2 separate regions of the Canis lupus genome follow, and region 2 is linked to region 1. Evidence: chromatin contacts called from public Hi-C data. All regions are on one chromosome and are shown on one strand. Each heading gives the region's core, a stretch centred on a gene start, on an enhancer-like site or on the middle of the called end of the contact. The rest is flanking DNA. Distances are from core to core; before and after follow the strand shown. Region 1 holds the start of REEP6 (receptor expression-enhancing protein 6). Region 2 holds the start of FAM174C (protein FAM174C).

Region 1 (4,248 bases), core at 383-2,882:
TGGGGCCCAAGAGGTCCCACATCTGGATGGGGGGGAAAGTTCTGGTTGGGAGGAGCAGCTTTCCTAGGGCACTTCCCCCCTCAATCCTTATTCCTGCAGCCTCAGCAATGGGTGGATGACCTTGGACATGGGGGGAGCACGCTCTCTGAGATCAGCAACAGATGGAGCTGGGGGGGCAGATGGAGAGGTGAGGAGGGAGGGGTGGATGCTCCAGACAGGGCAGGTGGCAGAGGCAGCCTCCCACGAAGCTCCTGACGCTAGAGGAGGGCCTCAGTTTCTTCCCTGTGACTCTCAGCTTCCCCAGGAGGCCCCTCCCCCCACTGCCCTATGACCTAGAGTCCCTGCCTCCAGGTACCAGGGATGTGGAAACGCGCAGAGAAGCCAGGGCAGGTTCCTGGCTGAGCTGACCTGCCCTGACACCGCAGGCCCCGGGAAGCAAAGCACCGGCCTTCCCTGGGCCGCTGGGCACGGGATCCCCTCTGGGGGAAATGGGAGGAAAGAGGACTCCCAGGATCTGCACACAGAGGTGTTCAGGACACACACCCTGTCCTCACCCAAAGCCCCCCTGCCACGTCTGGACAAAGTGTCCCTGTGATGCACCCCGGGTGTGTGTGTGGGGGTGGCTGCAGAACTGACGGGCCTGGTACACGGGAAAAGAGGGGAAGGAGGCATTTGAGGAGTGCTTCCCAGACAGTCTGGGACACTGGCAGGGGCCCCCCAAGGTCACCGAGGAGGAAAGGAAGAGGAGGGGTCCTGGAATGGTTATAGTCAGGAGTCCCGCTCCCCGGCTGTTGGGGCTCCTCTCTACACTCCCGCATCCACTACCCCTCCAGCCCCGTCACAGCCTCAGACAACCCAACCCAAGTATTCACGCACAGTGGGCCAAAGCCGTGGGGGGGGGTGGGCTCGCAGGAAACGGGAGGGAAGAGACGTGGGGGAGACCCTCCCGCCCCAGCAGGATGCTCCACTTGCTTCCAGGCTGGGATCCTTGTGGGACGGGGTGGCAAGACTCCAGGGCACTGGCCGCCTACCCGCCACCCTCTCCTCCCCCAGGGCGGACACAGCAACTGGAAGAACCGGACTTCGGCCTGGCGGTCACCCAGGGCCAGCAGGGAAGGGGCAGCGGCGGCCTGCGGCCAGACCCGAGGGTGGGAGTGGAGGTAATGCAGGGGCCGAGAGAGGGGGTGACACTCGCCCGAGATCGCACGACGAGGGCAGAGGACAGGCTGCTGGCAGACGCGAGGTCCTGGCGCACGACCCCTCCCCAGCATCTCCGTCTGTCTCCCTGCTGGACGGTGAGGTGCGCCCCGCCGTCCGAGCCCGAGCCCCGCAGAAGGCGCCGGCCGCGAGGGGTCGGGACCGGGGCCCCGGCGCCCCAGGGCCTCAGTGTGCCGGTCGGCGAAATGGGGCAGCAGTCCCGAGCGCCCCGGACGGCTCACCCGCGGCCAAGTACCGCTTGTCGACACCTGTCTTGGCTTCGAGAGCCCCCAGCGCTTCGGTGACCAAGTTCCTCTGTTCCAGAAGGTGCTCGAAGCGCTGGCGCAGGCCGTCCATGGCACCGGCGGGCCCGGGGCTGGCAGCCCGAGCTCGACCGCGGCCCCGCGCACCGGCCCCGCCGCGCGCGTGCCTCCGTCCCGCGGCGCGAGCAGCCCCGCTCCGCCCCCAGGCTGGTCTCCGCCCCCTGCCCCCCGCCCCGGCCAATGGGAGGGCAGGGCGGACAAAGGAGGTGGGGCCTGCCCCGCCTCCCCCGCCGCATTGCCCTCTGGCGGGCCGCGGCCGCCGCAGCCGCGACTCCGGGGGCAGTGGGCGGGGCGCCGCGGCTGAGCGCGCCGATTGGCGGACGGGCCGGGACGTGGGCGGAGCAAGGGGCGGGGCCACGGCCGGGGATTATTGGCTGAGCCGCCGTGGGGGCGGAGCCTCTGGCGGGAGGACCCGAGAGAGGCCGGAGCTGATTGGCGAGGGCAGGGGAGGGGCGGGGCTGATCATAAAGGAGGAGGCAGCCTCTCGGGGCAGGGGGTTGGGGCGCCCCGAGTCCGGGAGGCGGGACTTACTGGGACGCGCTAGTCCGCCGGCGCCGGGCAGGAGGCAGGGCTGACTCTCGGGGGCGGGGCCGAGGAGAGCCGCGGCGACCCGGCTCCTCTGGGTCGGGAGAGCGGGTCACCGTCCAGGTCGGGGACACTGAGGCTGCAGACGGCTCGGGTCTGCGGAGGCCCCGGGCGGCCGTGGGCGCCCCCCGACTCGGGCCGGATCTTCGCGCCCCTCAAGGGGGAGCCGCAAGGCCCCCTGGGAGTTGAAGCCTTCCTGGGGTTGCTATGGCCCCGGGGGCGGGGCGGGCGCCTGGGCCGACTCGGCGGTTTGCCCAGGGGGAGGGGCTTTCGGAGGCCCCGGCCCGGCCCCGCCCCCGCCGCCGCCGCCATGCGGCCCGCCCGGACTGCGCTCTGGCTGCGCCTAGCCCTGGCCCTGGGCCTGGCCCTCGTTGGCCCCCTGCCTGTGGGGTGGTCCTCGGCCCGGGCCCCCATCTATGTCAGCAGCTGGGCCGTGAGGGTGTCCCAGGGTTACCGGGAGGCCGAGCGCCTGGCGCGCAAATTCGGCTTCGTCTACCTGGGGCAGGTGGGTGGGACCCGATGGACAGGAGGGGCGGGGCCTGGACGACCCCAGACCCCGGCAGACGGGAGGGGTACTCAAGATGTCCAGAAGCCCCAGCCCACCCCTGCCTCGACCAGCTTCAGATTCTGGGGCCTCTGGGGGGCGACCGAAGCCCCCACCTGGGCACCTGGTTGGGGGGGAAGCAAGCCAGAGGTGTTGGCCTGTCCTGGGGCACTCCATGTCGGAGCCAGGTGCCATGGTCGCGGATGCTTCTCCACGTTCCCAGATCTTTCCTGACGGGCAGTACTTCCACCTGCGGCATCGGGGCGTGGTCCAGCAGTCCCTGACCCCACACTGGGGCCATTGCCTGCGCCTGAAGAAAGACCCCAAGGTGAGCCTGGGCTGGGGGTCTCGGCCACCTGCCCTGAGTCTGGGTCTCCGCTCGTCCTTGAGGCTCAGCACACTGTCAGCATTTCTTGTCGCTCCCACCCCTTCCCCCAGCCCCCTCCTCTGTCTCACTCCGAAAGATCAAGATTCCTACATACTCCGTACAGAGGGCAGATACTGTTGGAGTTCACGGGATGGGGGGAAGGGAAGTGGCCCTTTATAGGATGGGGGCAACGGCTCCAGAGTAGGAATCCCGCTTGAAGTCACCCAGCGAGCCTGTGAGATGCTCAGAGAAGTCCCGGATTGGGAGAAAGGCTTTAGCTGCCAAGTTGGGGGGTCGAGGCTGAGTCTGCAAGCCCTCAGGAGCCATGACGGGGTATGGGCTGGGCCAGGGGAGCTGATCGGCATGGAGGCAAGAGCCTTGATGGCCTGAAACCCACTGGGAGCACTGGGGACAGAAGTCAGTGGTTCCAGATAGGGTTTGTGGGACAGAGGGGCCAGGGTTTGCCTTTGCCGATGGATTGGTTGTGCAGGACGGAGAGAAATCAGGTCCAGCTCCGTAGTGTGGAGCTGGGCAAATGGGGAGATGGTTGCCCCATCACTGAGATGAGGGCGAGGGCACATGAACTGGTTTGGGGATGTTGAGAGATCAGCAAGGGAGAAGGAAGGGCAGAGGTCTGAGGGAGAACAGCCTCGGGCAGGCAGAGGAGCATGTGCAAAGGCCCCGGGGTGAGTCAGCCGCCGTGGCTGCGGCAGAGGGAGGCTGGTGAGGGCCAGATAAGCAGGGCTTCGTGGGCCCCGGAGAGAGGGGCAGCAGAGCACGGTCTCAGCAGAGAGTGATGCTGTAAAGAGGCATGGGGCAGAGTGGGGACCAGGGAGGAGGTGGGTATGGCCACCCAGGGGTGTCTTGTGAGGGGTGGGGAGGACTGGTAGAGAGAAATGGCCACCGCAGCAGGGAGATGGGCAGGTCTTGGGCAGAAGAATCTGGAACAGCGACTGGAGAAGGGGCAGGGCTGGACCTCGGGTCAGTGGGCCCAGGGCCCCTCTGAAGGTAGTGCCCCAGGCACGTGAGGACCCCAAAGAGCAGCCCCAGCAAACACAAGGCCTGTGGCCCACCCCCCACCACAAGGGACCAGGACAGGCTGTGGCCCACCTGGACACATGCCGCCACAGACAGCTGCCCCTTGGCGGGCCTGGGGAGGAGGCCTGTTGACCCGGGCCCTTTCGGGAGAGACTCAGGGGGGCAGGTCCCGTTGGGCGGCAGGTGCGTGAGGG
Region 2 (4,437 bases), core at 1,920-4,419, 160 kb after region 1:
GGCAGAGGCACCCCACGCTGCCCACGCTGCCCACGCTGCCCACGGGCTGGCTCGGCGCAGCCGGGCTGGGGCGGGGGCCACTGGCGCGTTCCCAGCTCCAGCTCCGGGTGGCAGAGCGCGGGGTCTCTCCTGACCTCATTAGGGTAATTAATGTGCCTTTTGAAGCTCAAAAAACCGCTCAGAGCCGCGGGAGCGGGACGCGGATCACGGGGCGAGAGCGCTGCGCACGGCGTCTGCTCGCCTGTTGAGAGCGCGTCCCCATGGGTCGGAAGCAGAGACGGGGGACAGACTGGGGGACAGACGGAAACGCAGACCGAGTGAGAGAGGCCGGGCCGATGGATGGAGAAAAACCGTCGGGAGGCTCCGAGTCAGAAAGACACAAGGACAAAAATGCAGAGACAGAGACCCGCGGTGGGAACAGACGGAGGAAGAGCCCGAGTGGGCGGGTGTGACCTGTCCAGGTCTCCCAGGGGCTCTGGCTTCACTTTGAGCTTCAACACAGAACCCACTGGACCCGGAGTGCGAGACCCTCCCAAACAGCAGGGCGGGAGCGGCAGTCAGGGAGGACTTCCTGGAGGCACCAGCTGGCCAGCCGGAGAAAGGGGAAACAGACTCGGGGTGCAGAGGCCAACAGAGGTGCCGAGGGCAGCGACCCCAGCTGCAGAGGGCGCCCACCAGCTGGCTGGGCCGGCGACAGCTTCTCTGCACCCCGGCAGCAGGCAGGGAGCGACACTCCCCAGCAGGGCGGCGGGTGGGCCCGCGGGGCTGACAGCAGCGCGCCCCTGCCGGACGCGGGGACGACGTGGGGGTCCGCTGAGCCTCTTGCCCCCAGGACCGCCCGGCTCCAGCGGAGGAGGCGGCCACACCGCCCGCAGCCCCGCGGCCGCAGGGAGGAGGCTGCGTGGCACAAGGCTGCCACCTGGTGGCTGCTCCTCACCGCGCCGCGGCTGCGCTGCCTCCGGCCAAGACCCTGGGGAGCCTCCAGGCCGAGCAGCCCCTCCCCCTAGACTCCCCACGACCCATCGCAGGGAGGGTGGGGGGTGCCAGCCCAGAACCACCACCTGTCCGGGAGCAGCAGCTCACGAGGGAACCAGGCCCACGGGGAAACCCATAAACTCGCGGGGGCTGGGGGCTCAGGTTCAGTGCAGCTCCCACAGGAGCGCTATGGGGGCCTTGGAGCACAGGAAGCTCCGGCCCCCCTCCACTACTGCCCCAGAGCTCCGTGGGAAACACCCCCAGGTGCGGGGTGGTGAGCAGGGTCGGGTGGGGACACTGGGGGGCGCGGCCTGGAGGGGCTCCAGGGACGGAGCCCCTGCACGTGGGCTTTGACCAGCAAACGCAGGAGCTGCCCTGGGCCTTGGGGCACAGGCTGGCAAGGCCTCTATCTGGGCGGGTGAGGCCAGGGCTTCCCCAGCTCCCCGTCTACCTTGGGGGTTCCTCACTGGACCCCTGGGGCAGCCAGGGACAAGCCCAAGGAAGGCTGGATTGGTCACAGGTGGGAGACTGAGGCACAGATGGAGCCCTGCTCTGTGGCGCACCCACCGCCTGTGGGTTGGCGCACCGGGTGGGGCCTGCGCGGAGTCGAGGTCCAGCTACCGAGCCACTGCTGCCTTTATTGTCGCCAGCACAGCGGGACAGCTCCCAGACAGGTCCCAGACAGGTCCCTCAGCCCGCCCCGTCCCCCGCAGAAGTGGAGTGACCCAGGCCACAGTCCCCCAGTCTCTGAGGCCCGCGTGAGGCTTCCGGCGCCTCTGATTTGCACGCAGCATCCTGCACGGCGGCATCCGGGTGAAGGGTAGGGCCGAAGCGGTGCTCTGGGAGTCTGCAGCGAAGCCAGCAGGAGGATCAGCGGGGTGCCGCGCGCCCCCGGAGCCCGTTCCGCCTCTTGTCCTCTCCCTGGGGCTTCTGGAAAGGCCGCCTCCTGGACCGGAGCATCTGGGGGTGAAGGGGGGGTGAGACCCCGCGGTGCCTGGGGCTCCCCCTGCCAGTGACCAGCAGAGACCTCCGCTGTCCAGCGTCCCCCGGAGTCCGCCAGGCCCCCCTCCCCAGCCCGCGGGCCGCGGGGCCCCACCAGACCGCCGCCAGGCAGGGGGTTCCCGGATGGCACCAGCGCCGCCCCCGCGGGCCCGGCAGCTCAGAGCAGCGCCCTGCCCGCTGTCCCGGCCTCCCGGCCTCCGAGCCTGCGCCCTGTCCCGGAGGGCGGCTCGCGACTGCTCGGGCCGCTGCTGCCCCGAGCCTCCTCCCCGCCGGGGCACAGGGCCCGAGCCTGAGCCAGCCCCTCGGCGGCCCCACGACACTGTCCCCGACACTCATCCTGGCCTCCGGGTCGGCCGGGGCAGGCCTCGGGGCTGGCGGCCCCCTCCCCCCGACAAGCCCGGTTCCCGGGAGCCTGAAGCGAGGGCCGCGCTACCATCTCAGATTCCGGGTCTCGAAGACGATCTCCTCGTCGCTGTCCAGCGACGCCATGTCCGTGGGGTCGTCGGTGTTGGCCAGGAGGCCGTACCTCCTCCGCTGCGGCTTCTTCAACCTGCAGGCGGGCCGAGGCGAGCTCAGGGCCGGCGTCGGGGTCCGGCCAGCCCGCGGGCCGTCCCAGCCCGCCCGCGCCCTCCGCGCCCTCCGCGCCCTCCGCGCCCGCGACCCCGGCGCCGCTCCGGCCCCTCCCCGAGCGGCGGGACCCCGGGGCCCTGGCGGCCGGCGGGGAGTCCCGGGCCCCGCAGAACCGAGGCGGCGCGCGGCCAGGCGGGGTGACGCGGGGCCGCCGACCCGGAGGGAGGGGCCGCGCCCGGGTCCCCCCCCCCCCCCCCCGGCCACGGCGCTCCGGGGGCGGGGCCCGGCGCCGACACGTGAGGCGGGAGGCGCGCGAGGACTGGCCGCCGCCGGCCGCACCTGAACGCCCGGATGAGGAAGTAGAGCGCGGCCAGGCCGCTGAGGCCCGTGAGCACGTAGAAGAAGCGCAGCAGCGACGAGCCCGGCGAGGCCGGCGGCCGCGCGTGCGTGCTGTTGTGCGGCGAGCCCGGCTGGCTCCCGTTCGTCACGGCGGGCGATGGCGACAGCCTGGCCTGCACGGGGCGCGGCGACGGGGGCGCGGCCTCCTGGGCCCCGCACAGCAGCGCCGACAGCAGCAGCAGCAGCGGCAGCAGCGGCGGCGGCGGCAGCACGCGCGGCCCCATGGCCCGGCGGAAGCGGAGCCTGCGCCCCGCCCCCCGCGCCCGTCACTCAGCGGCGCGGGGGCGGCCCCGGCCAATGGCCCGCGGGGGCGGGGCCTAGCGCTCGCGGAGCCCCGCCCCCCTGCCGAGCGGATCCTCGGGCGCTTCCGGGCGGGGCCCACAGGCGCTGCGGCCGCCGACTGCGCGCGCACCCCGGGCTTCCCCCGCCCGCGGACCGGGGCCGCCGGGCGCCCTCCGCTCCTCCCTGTGGCTAGCACGGTGGGGTCCGAGGCCCGCGGCCTGGAGCCCCCACCCCGCGCGGAGTGCTCCCCGGCTCTCCTCCCCCTGGGAGAGGGGCTGTCCAGCTAGTGGGGGGCATCTGGCTCTCCGCAGGGGCCGCCCCCACCTGTGGGAGGACTCGGGGCTCCCTGCCGCCGCCGCCCTCCCAGTCCTACTGAGAGTGGAGGGGAGTGGCCCAGGACTAAGGCATCCCAACCAAGGGTCAGCCCCAATGCTCTGCACCCCAGAACCGGGCAGGAGGCAACCAACCCAGAACGCAAGCTCAGTCAACACAAGATGGGAGATTGGGGACCACTCTGCCAAGACCCTGGAAGACAGGTGCCCACCTGACATGAGGCGGCCTGGGGTCCACCACCATCTCTCGGCCTCACTGCCCGTCAAAACCTACAACCACTGCCCAAGGAGACAACAAAGTGACCGGGTCCTGGCTTGGGTCCAGCTTGTGCCCTGAACAGAGGCCAGAGAGAGACTTTCTCTAGCAGACAACTCCCCACCCCAAACACCCCACGGTCGCACCCCAAGCCAAACTCAGACTTCTGTGCGGACACACCAGCCCTTTATTCAAATCCAACTTCCAGGTCCTGCTACCGACGAGGGGGAGAATCGGGGGGAGAACCAGATACGTGTGGTGCCAACTGCCACACACCTGTCCTCACGGAGCATCATGAATCCGTGCACCTCAGCCTCCCCAGTGAAGTACCTGCTGGAAGACAAGAAGCAGGGGGGGCGTAAAGGAGAGCTGGTACCGGCAGGGGGCCCCAGAACGCAGCCTCCAGCTGGCGTCACAGTAGAGCAGGAGACCAGGAAAGGAGAACCCACCAGGTGGGCCAGGCATTGTCAGGGCCAAAGGGCCTCAAAGCACCCACCTCATGATAGCACTTACAGGTAACATGGTGAGGACAGATAGCCGTGCCTCTGGCTCTTGCTTCCAGGTGAAGTTCCTCCTGGGACAGGGACCCCAGGTCATCGCTGCACTCTGGCCACCCTTCCA

Evidence for each region. A called contact is a pair of places that touch in the nucleus more often than the background predicts.
Region 2: a contact with region 1 is called in a Hi-C map of blood, with 2.6 times the contacts expected there. The contact joins the promoter of FAM174C here to the promoter of REEP6 in region 1. A contact is called at or near these places in 2 of 9 Hi-C or Micro-C datasets (amygdala and blood).

The regions. Positions count from the first base shown.
Region 1 is chr20:57,836,618-57,840,865 of UU_Cfam_GSD_1.0, forward strand. It overlaps REEP6 (receptor expression-enhancing protein 6), which reads right to left and starts at 1,633. Exons shown (of 5, transcript XM_038567992.1): 1 at 1,440-1,633. The coding sequence starts at 1,554. It overlaps PCSK4 (proprotein convertase subtilisin/kexin type 4), which reads left to right and starts at 2,401. Exons shown (of 15, transcript XM_038567987.1): 1 at 2,401-2,610; 2 at 2,873-2,977. The coding sequence starts at 2,416.
Region 2 is chr20:57,998,643-58,003,079 of UU_Cfam_GSD_1.0, forward strand. FAM174C (protein FAM174C) reads right to left here and starts at 3,170. Exons shown (of 3, transcript XM_038568022.1): 1 at 2,887-3,170; 2 at 2,411-2,527; 3 at 1,588-1,935. The coding sequence starts at 3,170. The coding sequence ends at 1,935. CIRBP (cold-inducible RNA-binding protein) reads right to left here. Exons shown (of 8, transcript XM_038568015.1): 7 at 4,330-4,437; 8 at 3,986-4,149.